Linked DNA regions of Mus musculus: regions 2 and 3 are each linked to region 1. Evidence: chromatin contacts called from public Micro-C and promoter capture Hi-C data. All regions are on one chromosome and are shown on one strand. Each heading gives the region's core, a stretch centred on a gene start, on an enhancer-like site or on the middle of the called end of the contact. The rest is flanking DNA. Distances are from core to core; before and after follow the strand shown. Region 1 holds the start of Fzd6 (frizzled class receptor 6). Region 2 holds the start of Rims2 (regulating synaptic membrane exocytosis 2). Region 3 overlaps Rims2 (regulating synaptic membrane exocytosis 2).

What was found. Promoter capture Hi-C pulls out the DNA fragments that hold promoters and counts their contacts. Hi-C and Micro-C count contacts between places; a contact is called where the count stands out from the background.
Region 2: a Micro-C map of embryonic stem cells shows a contact between it and region 1, with 3 times the contacts expected there. The contact joins the promoter of Rims2 here to the promoter of Fzd6 in region 1. A contact is called at or near these places in 3 of 39 promoter capture datasets (HPC-7-derived erythroid cells, hippocampal neurons and liver), 7 of 484 Hi-C or Micro-C datasets (LSK cells, Sertoli cells, embryonic stem cells and 1 more) and 4 of 115 datasets of contacts at active chromatin or transcription factors (embryonic stem cells and stem cell-derived neural progenitor cells).
Region 3: a promoter capture Hi-C map of stem cell-derived epiblast-like cells shows a contact between it and region 1, with 2.2 times the contacts expected there. The contact joins the enhancer-like site here to the promoter of Fzd6 in region 1. A contact is called at or near these places in 9 of 39 promoter capture datasets (3T3-L1-derived adipocytes, the HPC-7 cell line, HPC-7-derived erythroid cells and 5 more), 2 of 15 datasets of contacts at CTCF or cohesin (both in the NIH/3T3 cell line), 8 of 484 Hi-C or Micro-C datasets (LSK cells, embryonic fibroblasts, embryonic stem cells and 2 more) and 2 of 115 datasets of contacts at active chromatin or transcription factors (pancreatic cancer cells and stem cell-derived neural progenitor cells).

Annotation. Positions count from the first base shown.
Region 1 is chr15:39,005,009-39,008,410 of GRCm38.p6, reverse strand. Fzd6 (frizzled class receptor 6) reads right to left here and starts at 2,131. Exons shown (of 7, transcript NM_001162494.1): 1 at 1,979-2,131; 2 at 848-1,186. The coding sequence starts at 1,024. Gm26704 (a long non-coding RNA gene) reads left to right here and starts at 1,342. Exons shown (of 2, transcript XR_875317.3): 1 at 1,342-2,349.
Region 2 is chr15:39,196,864-39,199,825 of GRCm38.p6, reverse strand. It overlaps Rims2 (regulating synaptic membrane exocytosis 2), which reads right to left and starts at 1,540. Exons shown (of 27, transcript NM_053271.2): 1 at 1,288-1,540. The coding sequence starts at 1,463.
Region 3 is chr15:39,216,125-39,219,351 of GRCm38.p6, reverse strand. All of the region lies in intron 1 of Rims2 (regulating synaptic membrane exocytosis 2), which reads right to left. Among named protein-coding and RNA genes, the nearest start is that of Rims2, 19 kb to the right of the region's middle. Within about 2 kb of position 1,866, at least 37 of the 459 cell types and tissues checked have an H3K27ac peak or open chromatin away from gene starts, as enhancers often do. A contact at or near this core is called in stem cell-derived epiblast-like cells, where this site is marked.

The DNA of each region.
Region 1 (3,402 bases), core at 882-3,381:
AAACTTATCAACCCAGCAGATCTGTGTGGCAGGTTCCTGTCTCTACAGGCAGCTCTTTCTTCCCACACCTCCTGGGACATTTTCATATCTCTAAACCAGAGTCAGGTAACTGAGGCGCCTGAGGCGATTGTTAGTGTCACACTGCCCTTCGCCCTACAAGTGGACTTTCTTTTAGCAAGTATCTTATATAAAGAAAACACTTACATGCTATGCCTGAAAGTCACCTTTTAGTAAAACATTCTCTTTAGCGCCAAAACATTCCAATAATTTATTAGCTTTGGGAAAACTAAGTCAAATGAATTTGACAAGTACTTTTAAAAAACATTTAAGTTTCATTTTAGCTCAAGCAATATAGATTATATGTTCAGTCAACCATTAAAAAAATTCAGAATTTGGGGCCGAGCGTGGTAGCGCACACATCCCAGCAGAGGCCGGTGGATCTCTGAGTTTTGAGGCCAGCCTGGTCTAGAGAGTGAGTTCCAGGACAGCCAGGACTACACAGAGAAGAACCCTTATCTTGAAAAATCAAACAAACAAATAAATATTAAAAATTTAAAAATTCAGAAATCACAGTCTTGGAGAAGCAATGACACAAATTCAAAAAAGCAAAATATTTTTATTATCTGTAAGCACCCTTCATTATGAATGCAACCTTTTTATAAGCAAATTAACTAACCGTCCAACTGTAGACAAAATATGACAGCGGGAGGAGGGGAACTTAATGTTCAAAACTACTTTAAAAAATATGATTGGGAAAAAAACTATGTTTAAAGATTAAAAAGTAATAGTTAAGAGAAAAATACTACGTATAAACTAATTTTCAATATAGGCATGAAAATCCACTCACCCCCATTTCCACAGCAGCGATCCCCTGGTCATAATGACCCATCAGGTTAGGGAAGAACGTCATGTTGTAAGTCATTTTCATACATCTGGGAACGGTGATTGGCTCACAGGTGAAAAGGCTGTGTCCTCTTACGAGGGGCAGAAGAATGCACGCCAACAGAAACGGGGACCTTTCCATCTTGCCAGACTCCGATTTTACCACATGGCTTGGATTATTCTTATGCTCCTTTCCGCATCAAAAAGATTCTCAAATCAGAGATAAAATGTACAAATTCCTCATTGCATTCTTTGTACCATTTTGATAGAAGCTGTTTCCTGAAAATGAATTCTGGGGCAACTGCTGTAAAAACAAACCCAAAGTGTGTTATCAGTAACATTCGTCACAAAGTCAAATCCAAGTCAAATGTCATGCTAGGTAACTAATGCTACAAAGAAAGAAAAAAATGTGGAAAATTCCATCCTAGCAAGAGACATATCCACCTGCCCGGGCGCGGATGTATCACTTTGCTAAGGAAGCCTCAATTCTAGGGAACTGCTGATGAAGGGTTATACTGTCTAAAACACCGGGTAAGAGGAGGCACGGCATAAGCAAGTTGGAGCGAGGAAAGGGGTGATGGTGGTTAGAAGAAAGGGGGTCTAGGGGCCCCTTGGCCATCTCACTATATGGGGAAAATGAGGACAAGTGACCCAGACAGAGTTCTTCAACTTTAGCTCTCTCTACAATCGCAGACTTCTGCGGATGTGCCTTTCCTGTTTTCGCAAAGGCGAAAATCAGTCTGCTGGGGTTGAGCGAGGTCCCCCTAGGAAGAGTGGGCCTGGGTGGTGACTCCTTTGCGCTTCTTCACCTCCAGCACTTTCCCCTTCAACGCGCTCACCCCGTGCCCCCTGTACCCCGAATTCCACCCAGCGCAAACCTTCCACGGTCAGCTCATGGGGACTGCGGGAGGCTCCCCTGAGCCCCCGGGGTCCCGCGTCGGGCACCTGTTCCCGGCCTGCAGCCGAGCAGCTCCGTCCCCGGCCTGCGGGGACCCAGAGTCACTTTCCAGGAGTTGCGTGGGACTCCGAGGCGACGCACCTGCGGCTCCGATCCCGGCCGCTGCCCGCCCGCCCCGTCGGGCCGGGGACGCCTCACCTCGGGCGGCAGAGGAAGGTGGCTGTCCCTCGGCGTCGCGCGGCCCCGCCACCCCAGACAGCCGGGGCGAGCTTTCGGTGGGGGGCAGCGTCCGGGCCTCGACCGCCTCCGGGGCCGCAACGGGGAGCGAGAGCTGGGCGATCCCGCGAGACTGCGCCGCCAGGTCGGGCGGGCAGGTTGGGGCTCGCGGCGGCGGGACCGGCCCTGCGCCCCGCCCAGCCCAGCCGGCCGCGGTGCGGGGGCCGCCGAGCTGTCGCCTCCGCTCGCACCGCGGACCCAGGCGTGAGACCCAGGCCGTTGGGGAAGTGCCCTGCAGAGCACACTTTCCGTTCTGGAAGCGAGGAGCCTTAGCCGCGGGGATCTGCTCTGTAGTGAGTGGTAGCTGAGATCAGAGTTAGCGAGGAACTTCCTGAGTTCTTGGCTGAAAAGCCTATTAACTCGGGGAGTCTGGCCACCACCTTGAACGGCAGGTGCCAGCTTCGGCCGGTTCTACAGCTTTACTGCTGCAAAAGCCCCACAGAAAGTTAACTGCTTTAGTCAACGTGGTTTTGAGAACCAGCTCTGCCACCATCACTTCAGATAAATTACCAAAAAGGGGCGTGGGGATGTGTAGAGTCCTCTCTATGTAGACATGATAAATGAATACAAGAATGGTTACTAATTTTTGAGTCCTTTACATTCAATAATGCCTGATATGTAGGACTCTGGTATGAGGTACAAAGGAACTTGTTGGCAAACACAAAGTGTCTTCTCTTCTTTCTTTCTTTCTTTCTTTCTTCTTCTTCTTCTTCTTTTTCTTCTTCTTCTTCTTCTTCTTCTTCTTCTTCTTCTTTCTTCTTCTTTCCTCCTCCTCCTCTTCTTCCTCTTTTCTTCTTCTTCTTGTTCCTAATGGGGATAGAACCCAGGGTCTTGTGCATACTGGTACTAGCATGCCTACTATGTTAAGCTACAGTCCCAGCCTGTAAAATAACTTTTAAATGGAGACTGCTGTTAGCTGAATCACTGTGCTGCTGAAAAATGTCACATTTCAGTACTTGGGACACCACCGAATAACCAGACAAGATTTGAAATCTGGAAACATCAACTAGAGATGAATTTTGGAGAACTCTTTCCCAGCTTTATCAAAAAACTTAGGACAAGCCGGTCATGGTTGCACACATCTTCAGTCCCAGCACTCAGGAGGCAGAAGCAGGCAGACCTTTGAGTTCCCAGACAGCTAGGCTACACAGAGAAACCCTGCCTTGAAAACAAAACTAAACAAAAAAAAGCTTAGGACAACTGTAAAGGACGAGACCATGTTAAAGAAATGTTAATACTAATTGTCTTAATCTTAATATTATTAAAAGTCAGACAGTTTATGTATTGAAAAATGGGTTTCTATGTAAGATGTTTTCTATGTAGAAAATTAACCTTCTACGTGGGAA
Region 2 (2,962 bases), core at 291-2,790, 190 kb before region 1:
CTAAAATGTGAGAAGATGTACATCTAGACAAGGTGTGTTTTCATTTGTAAAAAAAAAAAATACTGAATTCAACAACCTGTTTTCAAAATAAGTGGTGAAGGTCAGTAAGCTATTTCTTTTCAAGGAGGAAGTCAACGCTTTTAGTTGTGTGTTTCTATAGCGATTATGGGAAAGTGTATTCGGTGACATGCAAGAGAACTGCCCTCCCTCTCTTTAGGCATATACAGGTTAATTTTTATAGTGAGTAACGACTTGGACAAACATTAAAGGGTTACAGATCTTTACAGATCCAGACAATGACTTTCCAGAAGCAACCGAGATATAAAAAATCATAAAACATTTAAAAGCAAACCTGTAGAAACAATCTCAGCTACAGTGCTACACTGACAAGGAATCCCAAAGTAAAGGAAAACTCATTCTGGACAGTTCCCTGGTGCTGAAGTTACACCGCCTCTAAACCGATGCTTGGGTGCTACTTTCACGCCTCCCACCCTCGCCAAAACCCCGCTGGCTGGACTGTGAGCAAACATAGTAGAACTTCACAAGCAGGGAGCAACCCAAACTGCCACGATGGTAGGAAGTGGAGTCTCCTCGGGATCCTACAGATTTACTAGTTGCAAACAGGAAGAACAGCAGCAGAGTGCAGGGTGTTAGCACCCGCCGAGGGGGAGGGGCTGGAAGATGGCGGCGGCCGCACACCCACCCGAGACGAGACGAGACCGCGCTTAGGCCCCCTCGCCCGCCCCGCAGCCTTCCTGTCCGCTGCGACCGTGGGCAGCGCAGCTCCTCCCGGGGCTGGGGACGGAGCCGGCCCTCGCAGGCGCGGGACGAGCGACCCCGGTGGCACCGGCACCCCGGGCCTGGGCGCTTCACCCGGGTCCGGCCCGGGAGCACCTGTGCACGGCCATATTGGATTCCTTGCCCCAGTCACTGCCTCCGCGCGGGGGCGGCGGGAAAGGAAATGGGACGCGAGGAGCCAGGGTTCAGCCTCATCCCGGGAGCCGAAGTGGCCCGCGGGGAAAGCCGGAGGGCGCCGGGGAAACCGCCGCCTCCCCGAGCTCGCCACCGTCACCTCAGCCGGCCTCGGCGCCCTCCCTCCGCGACACACACCCCCGCGGCTGACAACTAGAAAGCGACCCTGGCGGCCGCGGGCCGCAGCCCTCGTGGCCCCCGCGCCACCGGCGGGGAGGAAAGGCGGCGATCCCCGGCGCGCGGGCGGTCGCGGGGAAGCGGCCGAGGGGGGCGGAGGGCAGGGAGGGAGGCGGGAAGATGGAGCCGGGTCCTTACTTGAGCACGGACTGCTCCTTCTCCTCTTCTTTCTTCTGACGATCCATGACAGCCAGGATGATTTTCCTCTCCTCTTCCGTGAGGTGGCTGAGGTCCGGCATCTCGGGCTGCGGAGGAGGTTGAGAGGCCGCCGGGGTGGGAGCCGGGCGGCCCCGGGGCCCGAGCGGAGCCGACATGTTTGGCGGAGCCGAACCACCCTAGGGAAGCAGGGAGGCAACTCCGCTGGCAGCCGCGGCTCGGGCGCGGGCGGCTGGGGCAGCCTCCGGGGCTGGGACAAATGCATACAAATCAATGGCCTTCAATCCGAGGCGACAGCCCCCCTCCCCCAGGAAAGAAGGCAGGGGGAGGGGAGGGCCGAGGGGGGAGGGCTGAGGAGTGCGCTCGGGGAAATGTTTCTTCTTCCCGGGGGCGAAGGGCTGCCAAGTGAGCGGTTCGCGGGAGCGAGGAGCTGGAGGCCCCGACGCCGAGTGCGCGGAGCGGCGGGGGAGGGCGGTGGAGTAAGGTGGCGGGGACGGCTGAGGGTGGGGTGACTGGAGGGAGGCGGCCGCGGGCCGGGGCGCGAGTGTCCGGCGCGGCGGCGGAGCGGAGCGGGAAGCGCTGCCCGCGAGCCCGACCCCTGGGGAGTCCCGGGAACTCGCCCCGAGCGCCCGGAGGCGGCGAGAGCGGCCGTCCCGCCGGCTGGCGCGTCACCGGGCTCCGGGGCTCCGCGAGGGAGGACCCCTCCGGGAACCACGAGGCGCGGGCTGCGGCAGGGGACCCCAGCCCCCACCCCGGCCCCAGACGGCCGATCTTCCGGCCCGCGGCCCGCGGCTGCCAACGCCCGGACCCAAGTGAGCTCGCGCGCGCCGCGGGGCCGGCCGCCCGCCGCGCCTCATCACGCGCCCGCCCGGGGTCCCGCCGCCGCCGCCCCCAGTGTCCGCGGAGTCGGCGCGGCGGGCCCGCTAGGTGCACTCGCCCGCGCCGCCTCTGCCTCGCCGACTCTTCCCGCCGGGCCCGTGTCCCCTGCGAACCGCCCAGGCCCGGACTCGGCCGACGCTCGCCCCGGACCCTGCTAACGGCTGGGGCGGGGCGGGGAGCTGTGAGGAGCAGGGCGGCGAGGGAGCGGGCGCCCCGGGGTGCGGGGCTGTGGGCGGTGGGGGCGGGAGGATCTCAGGTGGCTGGCGCCGAGCCTGAGGGACCGGGCGCCCCCCGAGCTGTCCCGGGCGGGGTACTGGACCCTGGACGAGGGAAGATCGGAGCAGGTGGGTGTCCCTGCGGTGTCAGCGGCCCGGGACTCGCAGCGGGGAAGAGCCTGAGGGAGTGGAAAGGACCTGGGCGGGAGTGCGGAAGTTCTGGAAAACTGGGTTGTCGGTACCCGCTGCACGGAGAGGTACAGAAGACAGGATGCTGGGGCGGTTTGCCCGAGGCGATTGGAAGGTGTAAGAGGGAAAGGGTCAGATCACGTCCCCGGAGGAATCGGGCCGTTCAGCCCCTTTCTGCCGGTCACTCTAATCTAGAGAAGAGTCGTTATTGGAGCGTTAGCCTGATTTTAGAAAGCCTGGAGACAGGCTCAGTCAAAGAACAGAAGAAAACCGACTCCAATAGGAGGGAGGTGGCCACCACCGGCGCGGGCTCTCAGAGAAGCCCAGCGCAGCCCAGACAGCTCTCCCTCGGGGCGGGGCGAGCCAGCTGAGGT
Region 3 (3,227 bases), core at 617-3,116, 210 kb before region 1:
GTAAAATTTGAAGATAAATAATCACAATCCTAAGAAGACAAAGACTTTCCATCAATATTTTCCAAAAAGAATGAGGGCATTTCTAAAGGTTTTACAATATGCTTGTATAGACTTCCTTATCAGTGGTCGCCAACAAGAAGAATCTGAAGAGACCATCATAAAAAATTCTTGAAAATATATTTCAAAAATTCTTGAAAGACCACAATGTTTGTCTTATACAATATGCATAAGAAACAAGAATTTCACTTCTTCCCTTTAAATATTACCTGAGTGACTAGAAATGACGATGTCATCAATAGTCATTGTGGCTATAATGAACTCATAGTTTATGGGCACTTTCATCTGTATAGTGCCACTTTAATCCTGTAATTTCCTTACTATAATTCCAAAATACGAAATCTCTGGAAAACAAAGCAAAAATCTCTTTCAAGAAAAATCCCTGATTCACATGTAAATATTCATCCATTTTGCTGGAGAAAAATGAGTGTGTTTAATTGGAGGCTGCTGTCCTGTCTACTGACAGTCACAGGACTATGGTCTGTGCACCTTTGCACTTCGAATGTCCAATTTGACATGAATCCTAGAGGACCTTGGCATTAGGATTTCAGTTTAGAGATCACAGCTTTTGTTTTTAACATTTTGTAGATTTTTGTAGAGCTTATTTAATTTTTTCACAACGAAATGTTATGATGGTGCTGAAACTCTAGTCAAAGCATCTCATTTTTATTTATTTTTTTATCTTCTACCCACAACTGGCCAAAAATGAAAACTCTTCTTCAGTATCAAAAGATTTCCTGTTCCAGGGCTGGGAAGAGCAGCTCAGTAGCTCAGAGAGTAAAGTGCTTACTATGCAAACATGAGGACATAAATCCACATCTCCCCGAATCCACAGAAAGCCAGACATAGTAGCCCACAGCAAGTGTAGTCCAGTGCTCCTACGTCGGGATCAAAGATGGGGACAGGAGAATTTCCGGATGCTTGAGAAACAGCTAGTCTGTCTTACAAAGCTTTCTAAAAACTAAGAGCCTGTGTCAAGGTGGAAGGAGCAGGTGAATACTGGATGCTGTCCTCTGACCTCCACATGAATGCATGTCACACCCACACACATAAAGAAATATGCACACACACATTAAATACACACACAAAGACTAAAAGATTTCATATCTCATATATCTTGTGTAAGCTAAAGTTAATGCAAATTTTTAAACAAAGTTTAATTTGTATCTAGCCTTCAAAAAACTTTTCCTGCTCCTTAAGTGTGTTCTGGTCCACACTGTTTTATGCAAATAGCTACACTTACTGCAATTAAAATTTACTGATCCAGAAGTTAAGCATACCATTTTTATGTCAATACCAATTTTTGCTGATCTTGTAAAAACGTCAAACCCAGACAAGATTTTTAAGGATAAATTATAAATAACTGTCGTAGACACTGCCAAACTTTACAGTATCAATCCTATTAACCCACGACTTATTTCTTGTTCTTCCACATGATGAGATACATTCCTTCTACTCTAACCTAGGCATGATCATAAAACATGCTTTGTACAAAATGTAAGCAGAAGTTATGCATGCACTTCTGAGAAGAAACTTAAGGAGACAATTTGATTCAACACTGTTCTCTACTGCTCTATGCACAACATTACAGAGAGTGTGTGCATACATAATAGTCTATGCCGGGGATGATAATGGTGCAGAATAGACACACGCACCCCGTAGCCCAGAGAAAGAATCATATAGAATAAAAAGTAAGTCAATGCTGTTCTACATATGGGCATTTGAGGACAGCATCGTCTATGACAGGCAGCCTATTAAAAATCCACTGCCTCTCGGTTCCAAATCTACCCTTCTCTGCCCAGCTTTGTATTTTTCCCTGGGGTGCAATGTTAAGATTTGACAGTAGAGGGAGCCATGATGACATTAAAGGAAGAAATGTCTCCGTGCTTTGTTGCTTTTGTTTACATGGCTACCTGGAGCTAATGAATACCCACTAGTATTAGACCTACTTGTATGCTTCACCAGCACCCCACAGGCCTTCCTTCCAGCAAATTCTGGAGGCACTCCCACCGGCAAGCTCTTAGTAAATCTGACTGACATTCCAATAAGCTTCCCAAAGGGTTCCTTGAGCACCACAGGCAGCCTATCCACCAAGGCCAACAGCCCCCACAAATGACTTCCTTTCATAAAAACAGACGACTTTGTTTGCCCTAGCTTGGCAAGCACCAGACAGCAAAGTGGGCCGCAGCCACACCTCCACAGTGTCTGAATCTCAGCCTCAGGCACAAAGGAAAAAGCTTCGTCCATTTTTTTCAATTCATGGGTACTCTGCCTCAGGATAATCTATATTAATGTTTTTCTGCTCAAAGAACTATCGTAGCTTCTATATTCTAACTGGACTCTGAAACATGGTCTATGCTAGCATATAACACAATAAATGGTAATATGAATGTATGTTAATATTTAGGGGTTATTTGTTGGATTTTATTTCACAGCTACTTCTAACATCCATGACTGCCAAATGATCTGATCACACTTTAAACACAGTCATAAAGCTGAACTCACAGAACTACTTTTTTCATTTAAACACACTCTTTGCTACTAATTCCAAAAGAACAAAATTATATACACACACACACACACACACACACACACATATATATATATATATATATACACTTTACTGTAAGAAAAGGAATAACCCCTCACAAACTATGCAGTCACTTGTTTCCCAGCTGAGGCTCTGTATTGTAGGCTGCAGTCTTTAGGGCAGGCATTTGAAAAGTATACTTTCTGCATTTTGCATTTTCTTTGATTGTTGTGTCCATGTTCTCTATGGAATCTTCTGCACCTGAGATTCTCTCCTCCATCTCTTGTATTCTGTTGCTGATGCTCAAATCTATGGTTCCTGATTTCTTTCCTAGTGCCTGGCAAACACAGAAGTGGATGCTCACAGTCAGCTATTGGATGGATCACAGGGCCCCCAATGGAGGAGCTAGAGAAAGTACCCAAGGAGCTGAAGGGATCTGCAACCCTATAGGAGGAACAACAATATGAACTAACCAGTACTCCCCGGAGCTCGTGTCTCTAGCTGCATATGTAGCAGAAGATGGCCTAGGCAGCCATCACTGGGAAGAGAGGCCCCTTGGTCTTGCAAACTTTATATGCCTCAGTTTAGGGGAACGCCAGGGCCAAGAAGTGGGAGTGGGTGGGTAGGGGAGTAGGGGGTA